3 separate regions of the Drosophila melanogaster genome follow, and all the other regions are linked to region 1. Evidence: chromatin contacts called from public Hi-C data. All regions are on one chromosome and are shown on one strand. The core of a region is the stretch at or near the end of the contact, and the rest is flanking DNA. Distances in the headings are between cores, read along the strand shown.

Region 1 (4,305 bases), core at 532-3,031:
TTATAAATCTCCTTACGAGCTCATTTGGCTTCTTTTTATGGACAAGCTTCTCCTGGCAGGCTTGTATGATTAGCAACTTCGGTTTGTAGTACAGGGTGTCGTAGCTGCAGAGCAAGTCCTCGATATCCGTGATCTTCATGGCGATGCTGTTGGATGCGTAGACGGCCTCCTCGAAGCCGTGGCTCAGGATGAAGACCACTAGGGAATCGCGCACGAGCGATCTATCGCACGCACTGCGAATGCGCTCTATGATGCCCATGTGATCCACGTTGTCGTACGCCTCCACATTGTATCCCATCGAGGAAAACACCTCGATTAGTCGTTCTTTATCCACATCCGTGCCATCCCGTCTACGCAGTGGGTCGGGCGACAGAAATTTCTGTGGAGAAGGGCAATGTTGTACTTCTTTTTGTTACTCAATATTGCAGAGATGAAACCATATTATCCCTGCTAACATTCCGGTGAAACTTCTGCTGGTTGATAATCAAGGCGATTCCTGCGTTCTCCCGGGTCAACTTAAGAGCATCTATTTGTGTGGAACAGTACGACTGCTGGTTATCCGATTCAATCTCTTGCTTGACTGCCATCGCAGCAGTGCCAGCCGCATCTGGCTCCGGAGCGTTACTAATGATGGTGTCTTTGAGCAAATTTGCTTGCGCCTGCAGACCGTTGGACTTCAAATGGCCGACCAGCAGCTGAACATCGCTGCCTGCGGCATTTATGTCCCCTAACTTTATGCTCCTTCTGGTCAGCCAGTCCAGCAAAAAGATCTCCAGGTACGCGGGATCGTAGAAGCGAAGTGGATCTCCTGCCTGCTGGCTCTCCACCTTTTCGCGAACATCTAGGAGCAAGCGGCCACTCTGCACCAACGACAACTCCTCACACATCCTGTAGAGGCTCTTCAACAGAGGATGGACATGCAGCGTGATCCCAGCGATATGCGGCAAGTAGTGCATTCGCAGCTCCTGCCAGCAGAAACCCAGTCTCCGGAGCACCTTGCGGGCCCCAATAATGCACAGGGCCTCCACGAGATGTCTTCTCCAGGTTTCTGGCCGGGACTTGGCGAACTTTATGAGTAGATCACTTTGCGGGAAGTCTGATCGTGTCATGGCCAAAAGTTTCTGCAGAATGTAGGTGGCATCCGAGTGGTCGTCGCCATAAAGCAGAAAGCAGAGGCCCACCTAGAAGAAAACGAAGGTTCTACTGTTTAATTAACACTTTGGTCTAGCGGATGTGTAAAACATTTGAGTCATATTCGAAAAGTCCTCCCAGGGAGGTGCCATACCTTTTGGGCAAAGTTCATGTCACGTTCCACGTAGATCAGATCGTTCTGATCGATGGTGTCTAGATGAATCAACAGGTTTGATCCGGCCATGGCGATCGGGAATATACAAAAATGTTTCACTTTAGGAAATGGCCGATAAATTGCACTCGCTGACATCCGATAGCCGTGGCCTGAAGAGCTTCCACCGATCGATATCGATAAATGGATATGTTTTCTGCAATAGCGAAAGATCGGGGTGCTACCTATTAATTATACTTAAGAAACAGATGATGTAGTTTTTTGATATAGAAGTTTAACAACCGGTTCAACAATCGGTTAATATTTAAAAATGTCGCAGCCAGCGAGCCTTTAGCTTTAAAAGTAAGCTTGCGTTCACGGTTTTTGGGGAAATACCAAATATACTAGGTAAAAACATCGATTAACTAATATCATCCAACACGACGATATGTTCTTTGCGAAAAATATCGATGTACTGGTATTTTTATGTTTCCACACCTCTAGTTCGTTTAAGTCGATCTGTTGAACTGTTAACAACACAACTCCTGAATATTATGTTTTGGACGAAAAGTTTTATTAATTTAATGTTTTTGTATATTGTATTCTGTCCATGAGCGTAACAGAGACAGACAGAGAGAAAGGGACAGATACTGAGATACGGGGCCCTCAGGCAGAGAAAGAGGGCGAAAGCAAGCTACAAGCGGGTGCGAGCGAGAGCGCGCGCTTGCCTCACGCACATATATATAAATCTGTACATACATATAGTATCAGAAGAAAAAACTAAAGCCGCTATTCGATTTACGAAAACTGGCGAAAAATTCGACGATTTGTCTCGTACCTATCTATGTACCTCACAACCACTTCGTCATCAAATACGTATAAGTCAGATGTATGTCAAACATATATATACATATGCATGTATATACACATCTATGTGAGGCCACTGCTATATCCCATACATGTATGCCTCTATATATATGTATATATTTATCCACCTACTGTACCACTTCCACATTATGTAAGCAGCGACGCAAACAAAACACTAAAGCAGAAAATCCGAAAAGCAAAATGCGAAATGCAAAACAACGAACCAACAAAATCCCATCTATAAACCGAAAACCGAACAGCAATGTTATAACAAATACCGAAAAGTTGTTAATGTTCCACAAAAAAGCATAAAGCAGTCACGCTAAGAGAGTAAGATCGAACAAATGAAATGTTTGTATGGCATAAGTAGTTCCCAGATTTTTGTATGTACTTCAATGCATATGCATGTGTGCGTATGCATGTATGTATGTATGTTTCTCGGGGCCATGTCTCCCCACGCCCACGTACGTGGGTGCTAGAAAGGGACAGATGGTGCAAATTTTTTAAATTGCATACACTTGATTTTGGAACGCCAGCCAAACAAAAAGATAAATTGCGTGCTTTTCTTTTGCTGTTCGTATGTACGTACATATGCAAGTGGAAACTGCGCAGCAGGGAAGCCACACGCATGAACGCCTTCCATTTACAGAGCATTCAAACAAATCGTACCGAAAACCAAACAAAAACTTTCACCTCAAGTGTAACAATTATATTCAAATTCGCTTTGAAGTCGCTGTAAAATATATGTATGTATGTATAAACAAAGACAAAAACATTTTGCCTCGCAGTCGACACACACACGCGCACTCGCACTGCACGCCTCGGCTGTGTGTGTGTATGCCCTGCTTAGATCATGAGTGTGCGAGCGAGTCGACATGCTTGGCAATCGCGAGTCAGAACTAAACACGCGCTCTATATGCACGTGTGTGAGACGCATTGGATTTTGTTATTTTCATCAATCGCAATGATTCCGTCCATCAGCTACATCCAAATATATACACGCATCCGCGCCATATGTACAATGCTACGAGCATTTACATACACATGTACATATGCGCGTGTGGCTCATAACGGTTCACTCCGCTTACGCACAATAATAAAGGCAAACGCCTACGACTTCCCCATTGTTCCTAGGCTCAATGGAAAGCCACTCCGTTGCTTTCGACTTTCGCTTTTCGGATTCTGGAATTTGTTTCGCTGTCCAAAACTACGTATAACTGAATCTTTATGTTAAGCCAATTGTAAAAAGTGTATTTTCCTTTCTCGTTCTCTCCACACAACAAATGTGCTAGCGCAACTTTGTTGATCACTTTTATTTTATACTGGAAGCATGTCCAGGACCCATACCCTTTAATTCATCAAACTGATTTGCTTATTATTTTGTTGCTGCACTTTGGAACTAGCTAAGTGCCAGGCTAAACCTAAGCGATCCGATCCCACTTAAACCAACCAACAAAGAGCAATCCAACCATTGTCAGCGAAAAGTGCTCAAACTTTCCGAGTGCTGAGATAAGGAAGGGTGCCCAAAACATTCATCGCAGCCATGCTGCCCACGCTACAAAGTGACTCTGACTGAATGCATCAGGATCGTATGATCCGGGTGGTCTATCTTAAGTCAATAGTTTCTGTCGCTAGTACTTGGACGTGCCTTCTGAATCCGTAGTCATTTGTGATACCAGCCATTTTATATTGTATTTACCTCAAAAACATTAATGTAGCATTTATTCAAGCAACGCTTGATTTTAGTGTTAACCAATTCCTTTCATTTGTGTTCAAAATTTTGACCGCCAATGGGGTGATTCAAATAATCCCCGAATGATTTTGGAAAAAAAGAATAAGGGGCATTAAACTACATTTATTAATTCGTTTTTATTCACTTAGAAGCGTATTATGGTACATTCCACCTTTTTAGTTAATACTAGCAGTTGCTTTATTTTAAGATACCATTTTATATTGTAATTGGACGTTAAGACAAATTATAAGACGTCCTTATATATGATTAGATTGGGAATTTGACCTTAAAACATATTTATGCATCCATATATGGTATTCAAAATCCGATCCCTTATCAACAGCTTTTCCAAATACCAAACACTTAAGAGTGCAGCAACAGAAGAGGGAGGCCACTTTTTTTAAGGGCACCAATTATTCCAATC
Region 2 (4,305 bases), core at 1,026-3,525, 4.8 Mb after region 1:
CCAGACAGCTGTGGCATTTCCTAATCGTCGAAACCGGGTGACGGGAATTTTTCAGATTACGTTTTATACCCTTTGCTTAGAGTATTAAAACTTGTTGACAAAGCTTGCCACATTTTGCCTAAAATTCTTAATAAATGGATATGCATAAGAGCAGGGAGAAGTGTAGTTTTACACGTATTCGTATCAACTCTTGAATTAAAACGACAAAATGTAAGATAAGGGCACAACAACTTCGCAATGGTCTTCTAGTTTTTGTTATTTTTTTTTTGTATTTCCTACACTGTAAGCTTGTTTATACATGAATATTGATGTGTCTGCGTGTCTCGGCATGCAAACAAACATGTTTAGGCATGTTTTTTGTGTGCCTTTCGGTTATTTGTTATTTTCTGACTTTGAACTTGCACATTGTTGTTGCTCCAAACTCGAATACCAGTGCGGCCAAAAGAAGAGGAAGCCGTCGAACGGGGAGGTGAAGCAACAGCCTAAAAATTTGAAATTCCCCCGAACAAGCGAGAATGAGCGACACAGAGAGGCAAGCCAGAAGAGAGCACCAAAACAACAACAAATCAGGTGCAACAACATTGCCAGCTAGCCGAAAAAGTCCACATTGTTATAATCTTGGCAACGTGGTTTCCGATCATATGGTGGCCAAAAATGGGCGGGGATTGTATAATCGGGGGATATACTACTTTATATGTGTATACATATGTATGTATGCATAGACGCAATGTTTTCTTTGTGGGAGTGGCAGCTCCTTTTCGCCTTTGTTCTCTTTCAGGCGTAAAAAAACCGAACATTAACGGTGAAAGCTGTAACACACACAGACGCACTTATGCTCGGCATGTGTATGCGTGCGATTGTGGGTGTGTGTGTGTGTGAGTGCTGTCATTGTGTAATCGCCGAATTGAACTCCAAATTTTTTCCATAACCACTTACTGTCACTTTGCCGGAACAACAACAACAGCGGCAAGGCAGAGTCATACACTTAACAAAAAGTTGACAAAAAAAAGGTAGTTAAAACGTTGGCTATGGTACCGGGAAAGAGGTGCGAATAGAGCTCAAGACACGGACATTGGAACAAATCCACACAGAACAGAACATGACACCATTTTCCGTCACATCTCTCTGTTTTGGCAAACACACACACGCACTTTTTTTGTACTAGGTTATGTTCCGCGTGCTGCGATTTCTTACCTTTGTGAACCGCTTGGGTAACTTATTTTGCTCACTATCTTTGGGTGCTTTCAAAGCTATCTACTGCACACGCGAGTTGTGTATTGTTTTTGCTTATTTGCTGGCGATTTACTGTCGTTTTCTCAACGCTAAAGTGCTGCACGAATTAAACACGTGTCTACGTTCCACCTTTTACAAATCACAATAACATGGCCGGCGTGCGGCAGTGTTGCCATGCATCCGCAAAACTCTGGCAATCGGAGCTGCCTGCTTAATCACCCGCACTCGCGATGGCCAAATCCTCGAATTACAAGAGCCTTTGTGCACACAAAAAAAAAATATAGAAAAAATCACTTCACAGTTTGAATCGCAGCCCAATTATTTCTAGAAAGCCGAAAAACGTGTGCACGGAGTGCTGGTTATCAAATCGAATGGCAGCACATGCACAAACAGGGCTGCCCACGCTCATCGATAGGTATCGATTGGGGCAATAGGTATTTTCTTAGGCGGCGTTGCCACCGAATGTGCACAAAAGTGTTGCAAATTTCGCGATATTTCGTTACGATATTTTGTGGAGCAATACTTTTGGGCATTTGTAATTTTCCAACGTAGTTCTTGGGAAGTTCTGATTTCATTTTGTCTTACCACAATATGCTTGTTCATGCGAATTTCAGCCTATTTTTTGTCAGTATAGCGCACTATAAATCGATAATTTCGAAATAATATTTATATAGGAGCAGATAGCGACTTCAATATCTCAAAGAAAACAATCACTAAAAATCTTCTTTTTAATTTAACACAGTGATGTGTGTAATTCCAAATGATATTTTTTTAAATTTATAAAGCGGCGCAAAATAAAAAAAAGACCAAGCTAGTTAGTAGTGAATGCATACATAGATTTTTGAAATCCCTTCAATGATTTAATTACCTCCTGTTTGAGCGAAGAACATAAGCAGTGTGGATAATTAATTAAAATAATAATAATAGCAATTATTTGCAGCATAAGTTGAATGATATAAATGAATTATTTGCACATGTTTCGAGACCCTATAGTTTCTGACAACGGTTCAAATTGACCACACGCGAGATTTGCGACGAAAATAAGCAACGGTCACACTTGGTCACGTCGTTCACGTTTTCTATTTACGCATAAACGAATAAAAAGCGCCTAAAAGTGCTATAAAACATATATGTTGTGTGCTCATGTGCTACACATATCGCAGCGAGTAAATTTAAGGTAGTAGGCAGATCTTGTTGTGCATGTGTGTGGGTAATCACAGTTCTAGTTTTGTAATTTTTTATATTTCCTACACTGTAAGCTTGTTTATACATGAATATTGATGTATGTGCGTGTCTCGGCATGCAAGCAAACATGTTTAGGATTGTTTTTTGTGTGCCTTTCGGTTATTTGTCATTTTCTGACTTTGAACTTGCACATTGTTGTTGTTCCAAACTTGAATACCATTGCGGTCAGAAGAAGAGGAAGCCATCGAACAGAGAGGTGAAGCAACAGCCTAAAAATTTGAAATTGACCACACGCGGGAGTTGCGACCCAAATAAGCAACGGTCACACTTGGTCACGTCGTTCACGTTTTCTATTTACGCATATACGAATAAAAAAAAGTGCATAAAAGTGCTGTAAAACATATATGTTGTGTGCTTACGTGCAACGCATATCGCAGCGAGTAAATTCAAGGTACTACTCAGATCCTGTTGTGCATGTGTGTGGGGGTAATCACAGTTCGTGTCTATGTGTGCGTGCGTATGGGCTTGATTGGTTGGGTGCGTGTATGAGTTCGGGGTCCTTTGGATTTTCGAGAAATCATCGCAAAAAGGGTAATACATATATGTATGTATGTTTGGGTGGTCAAACAGCGGGGGCACTCAATTTCGCTGGCTGGCAGCGGGGCGACGAACTTAACCTCAAATCCTGGGTCACAGTTCCAAACGTGACGAAAGACAACAAAGCAAACAAAGCCAATAGGGTCAGTCTGTCGGTGCGAGTTCCAATCGAATTCAATCCCGTTGCCAGTTATACACATCGATAGCCGAATCGGAAGAGCAGCAGCAGGGTTGTGACTATAACGATTGCATTCGAAGCAATTCGAAGATTTGAATCTGTGATTGGAACGCTACATATTCCTTCCAGAGCGCGCCCACAAGGAGGCCAAGGCCAAGCAGCTACCTTGCCATGGTAAAGAAGCGTCAGGCGGACAGTCGCGACCACGATTGCTCAACGGATTCCGGCAATGAGGATCTGCATCATCGAAAAGGACTCGGCTCGCCCGGTCAGTCGGATGGCGCCACCCCCACCACCGCCAGCTGCCAGCACATCAAGAAGGCGGTGGACGCGGCCCGACTAAGGCGTCTACTGAAGTCCACGGGTCTACTCTACGAGTGCAGCCAATGTCAGAAGCTGGGCAAGACAGCGGGCAGCGCTGCGGGAGCGGGAGCGAGTGAAGGAGCTGTCGGTCCTGGCGGAAATCCGGTCACCTTCGAATTTGACAACACCCTGTGGCTGTGCCTCAAGTGCGGCAGCCAGCTGTGCGGGAGGGCACGCCACAAGCACGCCTTAGAACACTACCAGGTGAGCAGGGATCTAGTTCACTTAAGCCAGTTGCAAACGACATTCTCGTTTTACATTGATATTCCATATGGTAGAAGCTGTAATCGTTCTGTGTGTTCCAGACACCTCATTCGGACTCACATGCCCTGGCCATGAATACGCGCTCCTTCGACATCTGGTGCTATGAGTGCGACATGAAGATCTGCTCCAATCTGCGCAAAAACCTGCTTGAGTGCGTGGAGCTGGTCAAGAAATTGGCCCAGAAGCCGCCCACTAGCACGGTTACGCCCAGTACGCCAACGATTAGCTACATCGAGGAGAAGCTTAAAGCCGCGCTGGAGCATCTCACACCAATAGTGCCAATGACTGGCGGATCATTTGACGACTCCAGCAGTAGAGGGTCTCTGGCGGCGGCCGGTGGCGGGGGCGGGGTCGGTTCATCTCGAAATAGGCAGGTGGCCATACCGATGCCACCACCAGAGCCTAGCTCCGGACTTTCGACCTCAGACTCGCTGACCAGTGTGCCGGGTATGGCAAAGAGAATTGACCAGTACTCGGCCACCACC
Region 3 (4,305 bases), core at 679-3,178, 4.3 Mb after region 1:
AGATACCTATGGAAATCCCTGCTCACCTTCATTGTTAAAGTTGAGATAGAGAAACGGTGCCGTCAGTGAGTCCAGTCCCTGCCAGTAGACGTACTGCGGATGGGCGGTGACCCAGGCCTTGAGCAGCCGCCTCAGCTTGCGGTGGCCATCCGGCGAGGAGAGCAGCTCATCGTACTGATGGCAGCGCGGTATATCCACCTCGATCTGCCGATCCGTGCTCGTAGACGTAAACTTGTCGATCTTCGCGTAACTGCCATTGGGCACAACCTCCAGCAGGGCGGCCCAAATGGGACCCCTCAGTAGCGGCGGCACATCCACGGCTGCCTCGCGCTGCAGCTGCTCCGCCGTATGCGGATAGCCCTGGAGCAGGCGCGCAAAAAGTCGCACGCGCTGAAACTGATACTCGATGTCCTTTTCGCGGATCACCAGCGGCAGTTCCTGCAATTCGCGGGCAAAGTGGGCGGGAAAACGCGGCGAGTGGAGCAGGGGAAAGTAGACTGCGGCCGGCAGGCCACTCAGTCGCTGGAGCAGCGCCTTCAGGCGCAGCGGCACCACGCGATCGTCCATCAGCTGCGCCTGGCTTCGGCCGGGACAAACGCTGGCGCCGCTCAGGCGAACGATTTGTGGCAGACCCAAAATGGGTGCCTCACTCCGGATGAGGCCCTCCTTTTTCAGCTCCGCCTGCACATCTCCGCCGGCCAGTTGCCACAGGTGGTAGATCTGCGACAAGGGACATCGCAGCAGCAGCGGTAAATGTTCGGTTTCTGGGCTCAGTGGCTGCATCTTCTGTTTCTTCAAATCCAATAGGACTTCCTCGAAAATGGGATGTTCCAAGAGCTCACCTGGCAGTGGTCTCCTCTTGGGCAGTACACTTAAACAGCTCTCCAGCAGCTGTCGCAGGCGCTGATCCATCTGCACATAGCGCTCGTGACACTGGTGCTCTCGCGCAATCTTCTCCAACGCCCCGTTGCTCTTGCCAAAGGCCAGGATCTTTCTAACCACATTCGAGAGCTTGAGCTTCGGCCACAGCTCGATCTGCAATATTAGCTCCACCATTACCAGGGCCAGCGACCAAACGTCGCTCTTCACATTGCCATTCAGACCGAGCAGTCGTTCGGGTGCCATGTAGCGAATGTTGCCAATGGGAAAGGGCACATAGGCACCGCCCTTGGTCATGTGATGCAGCCCGTAGTTGAAGAGCTTCACCCGCTGCCCATCGCTGGAGAGTAGAATGTGCTTGGGCTCCACGTTGTGGGCCACCAGATGGTGTCGACTCAGCACATTGATGCCGCACGCCACCTGGTAGAAGATTCTCAGTATCTGGGCAATGGCCAGCGGTGGATGACGCATGGCGTAGTCCTCCAGTGAGAGTCCCAGATACTCCGAAACCACAATGGTGCGCTCTGAAATGAAGGGGTTTCGCGTTAGAAGTGAGTCGTGGCAGTCGTGGAATTAGTGAGTGTTATCCGTAGATGAATCTGTAATCTTGGCACGTGTGGAATTAATGGGAGTTTTGTGGGGAAACGAGATGTAATAGTGGGTGTTTCCGGATTCTCGCCGGATTAGACCGGTTGCTTGGCTTCCTGGGCGCTGGCTACCCACCGTGTTTGCCGCGGATCACATCCAGGTACTGGCACAGGTGCTCGTCCTGCAGCTCCTTCAGTTTCTGGGCACGCCCCAGGATCGCAATCGAGTTGGGCGTTAGGGGCAGGCCGTTGCTGCCGCACACGTCGCCGGGATGCAGTTTCGCGAAGAAGGTGACCGCGCACAGGCGGCACTCCCTTTCGCGCTCCCGCGTGCCCATGATCTCGATGCGATTTGCAAATCACAGCGATTTCCTTGGACTTCACGCCAGCATCAGCAACAATTTAATATTTTTTTTTCTTTTTTTTTTGCGAGCGGAATGCAAAAACAGCTGTTCACGTTGCCAGACTTCGGCGAGTGCAACGCCCTCAATTTGTTGGCTGATGCTAGCAAAAGCGCACAAGTTTAAGCGAAATATACGTATGGTAAATTCACAATTAGGGTGGTACTCATACGCCATCTATAAGTCTAAAGTTTATAGTTTTTTTTTTTCCATAAACAGAGCAACAGTTGAGAGCGCTTAGCCGCGAGGCGCTGCCAGAATTTACATTTGCTGTTTAACTCTTATTGGGAATTTGTTCGAGGTATGATGAAACGTGTTTACATTAATTACGAAGTAGGCAATGTTATATCTATCTATCTATATCTACTTTTTGTATATCTTTACATAGTTACATTACAAATTATTAGAAAGCTAAAAACGAAACATCTGGCAGCTCTGCGCAACGGCAGTAGGGAAGCCTCTTCGCTCGGTTTGCAACACCAATTGCTAGTTATCGCCTATCGCTTGTTTTGTTGTCGCCTTGTTGTTGCTTCCGTTTGTTGTTGCTATTGGCATAGCGGTTTTGTTTTTATTGCGCACTCGAAATTGTTTTGTTATTTGCTGGCGATACGATTCGAAAAACGCTCCTCAGATGGTGCAAAATTTAGTTTAGTCCAATCCAGACGCTCGTCGCGTTTAAATGCAAGTTTGTTTGTGTCTGTGTCGTAAGTAACTGTTGAATGCAATTTGGCTATTTGGCAATTGCAGTTGCAACTTTGCAAACTGCAACTTTGTGAATGAGAAGCGCGACAAGAACGCAAATCACCGAAAAATGTCGCTTTTTGTGGAATATACGGAGCCGAAGTGGCGCCACCTGGATATGCGCGCGCTATCCGTTGACGAGTTTTACCTGTACCTGCGCTCGGAGTTCAGCAGCCAGACCCATCTGTACTCACTGTCCGACGAATGCTACACGGTAATAAATTGATGGCCCCATGTAATCACATCGCGCAATCGGTTTCCCTTTCAATTGGGTGGCCATCAGTGAATTCGATTTTAATTGTATTCTTTGCCGTTTTCAATTCGCAGTGTCCGTATACCAAAGTGAAAGCTCTGCCCGCTGCCGACGTCGCTGCCGTCGTCGTTGAACCGTTACGTTTGAGTTCGGCATATTCGCTGAATTTCAAAATATTCGACCTCGATCAGGGTCACTATGCCTACGACAATGTGTGAGTATCACTCAACGTACAGTGGGCACTCGCTTAGAATGGCGCGGAGTCACAAGGTACAGTGGTCACACGCTGAGGTTGAACGCTAGCACTTCTTTGAGTAAATCTACAATACTTCTCTCAAGAATCTTGTAATGATTAGAATGGTTTATTGTGACCAAGTGGGCTATAGGCGATGGCCACTGTGCATCTTGTGATTAGCATACATGTACATGTAACTAGTTTAAGCGCAACTGCTTGCACCTGTTCTCCTCTAAGTCTGTATGATCAGCAGTGTATCTTGAATCGATTCGATTTTCACGCAGCTCGTCGCTCTGCTGGCTGCGTCGCAGCGATCTGCAGGAATTCGGTGTCTACAACTTGACCCTGCAAGCGAATGGCACCTGTGCCTTTGCCGTGGACAAGCCGGGCGTACCAATTAATTACGGTGAGTGCCGCTTTAATCCGCCAAGTGCCACTCCAGATACATATTACTTATCGCTAATACTATGATCCCCGCAGCTTTCATCGCCGTTTTCGTTCTGGTTGCCGCCCTGCTAATCGCCCTGAAGCTAGTGAGCTGCGCCTGGCGTTATTATCGCTATGACGAGGCCACCGCCGCTGCCGACAGCATCGGCGAAGCCGCCACCAAGGCGACGCAGAGGAAGCGCCTCCGCAGCCTGGACACCTTTCGCGGGTAAAGCATATTGTCCATGTGTTTTGAAAACTAACACCGCTCTCCCATCGATCGCCATAGAATTTCGATTGTTCTGATGATCTTCGTGAACAGCGGCGGCGGCGGTTACGCCTGGATCGAGCATGCAGCCTGGAACGGACTACACTTGGCCGATGTCGTCTTCCCCTCGTTCCTCTGGATCATGGGCGTGTGCATACCGCTCTCCGTCAAATCGCAATTGTCGCGAGGCAGCAGTAAGGCGAGGATTTGCCTGCGCATACTGTGGCGATCGATAAAGCTGTTCGTCATCGGCCTGTGCCTCAACTCGATGAGCGGGCCGAATCTGGAGCAGCTGCGCATCATGGGTGTGCTGCAGCGATTCGGAGTGGCATACCTGGTGGTTGCGATTCTTCATACTTTGTGCTGTCGCAGGGAGCCTATCAGTCCTCAAAGATCCTGGCAGCGCGCCGTTCACGATGTGTGCCTGTTCAGCGGAGAGTTGGCTGTGCTGCTGGCCCTGGTGGCCACCTATTTGGGCCTGACCTTCGGCCTACGCGTGCCTGGCTGTCCGCGCG

The links. A called contact is a pair of places that touch in the nucleus more often than the background predicts.
Region 2: a Hi-C map of the Kc167 cell line shows a contact between it and region 1, with 3 times the contacts expected there. The contact joins the promoter of Usp16-45 here to the promoter of su(sable) in region 1. A contact is called at or near these places in 5 of 107 Hi-C or Micro-C datasets (the Kc167 cell line, the S2 cell line, embryo and 1 more).
Region 3: a Hi-C map of the Kc167 cell line shows a contact between it and region 1, with 3 times the contacts expected there. The contact joins the promoter of CG4041 here to the promoter of su(sable) in region 1. A contact is called at or near these places in 6 of 107 Hi-C or Micro-C datasets (the Kc167 cell line, embryo, larval brain and 1 more).

What each region holds. Positions count from the first base shown.
Region 1 is chrX:634,109-638,413 of dm6, forward strand. su(sable) (suppressor of sable) reads left to right here and starts at 1,782. Exons shown (of 6, transcript NM_057406.4): 1 at 1,782-2,171; 2 at 4,225-4,305. It overlaps Dredd (Death related ced-3/Nedd2-like caspase), which reads right to left and starts at 1,437. Exons shown (of 5, transcript NM_057903.4): 1 at 1,286-1,437; 2 at 456-1,181; 3 at 17-379. The coding sequence starts at 1,375.
Region 2 is chrX:5,419,258-5,423,562 of dm6, forward strand. It overlaps Usp16-45 (Ubiquitin specific protease 16/45), which reads left to right and starts at 2,276. Exons shown (of 5, transcript NM_167037.2): 1 at 2,276-2,410; 2 at 3,323-3,760; 3 at 3,862-4,305. The coding sequence starts at 3,365. spoon (spoonbill) reads right to left here and starts at 1,079. Exons shown (of 5, transcript NM_167034.2): 1 at 937-1,079. The coding sequence starts at 981.
Region 3 is chrX:4,916,519-4,920,823 of dm6, forward strand. CG4041 reads right to left here and starts at 1,929. Exons shown (of 6, transcript NM_131969.5): 1 at 1,603-1,929; 2 at 27-1,403. The coding sequence starts at 1,804. Hgsnat (Heparan-alpha-glucosaminide N-acetyltransferase) reads left to right here and starts at 2,212. Exons shown (of 6, transcript NM_131970.1): 1 at 2,212-2,822; 2 at 2,936-3,075; 3 at 3,381-3,502; 4 at 3,577-3,751; 5 at 3,812-4,305. The coding sequence starts at 2,679.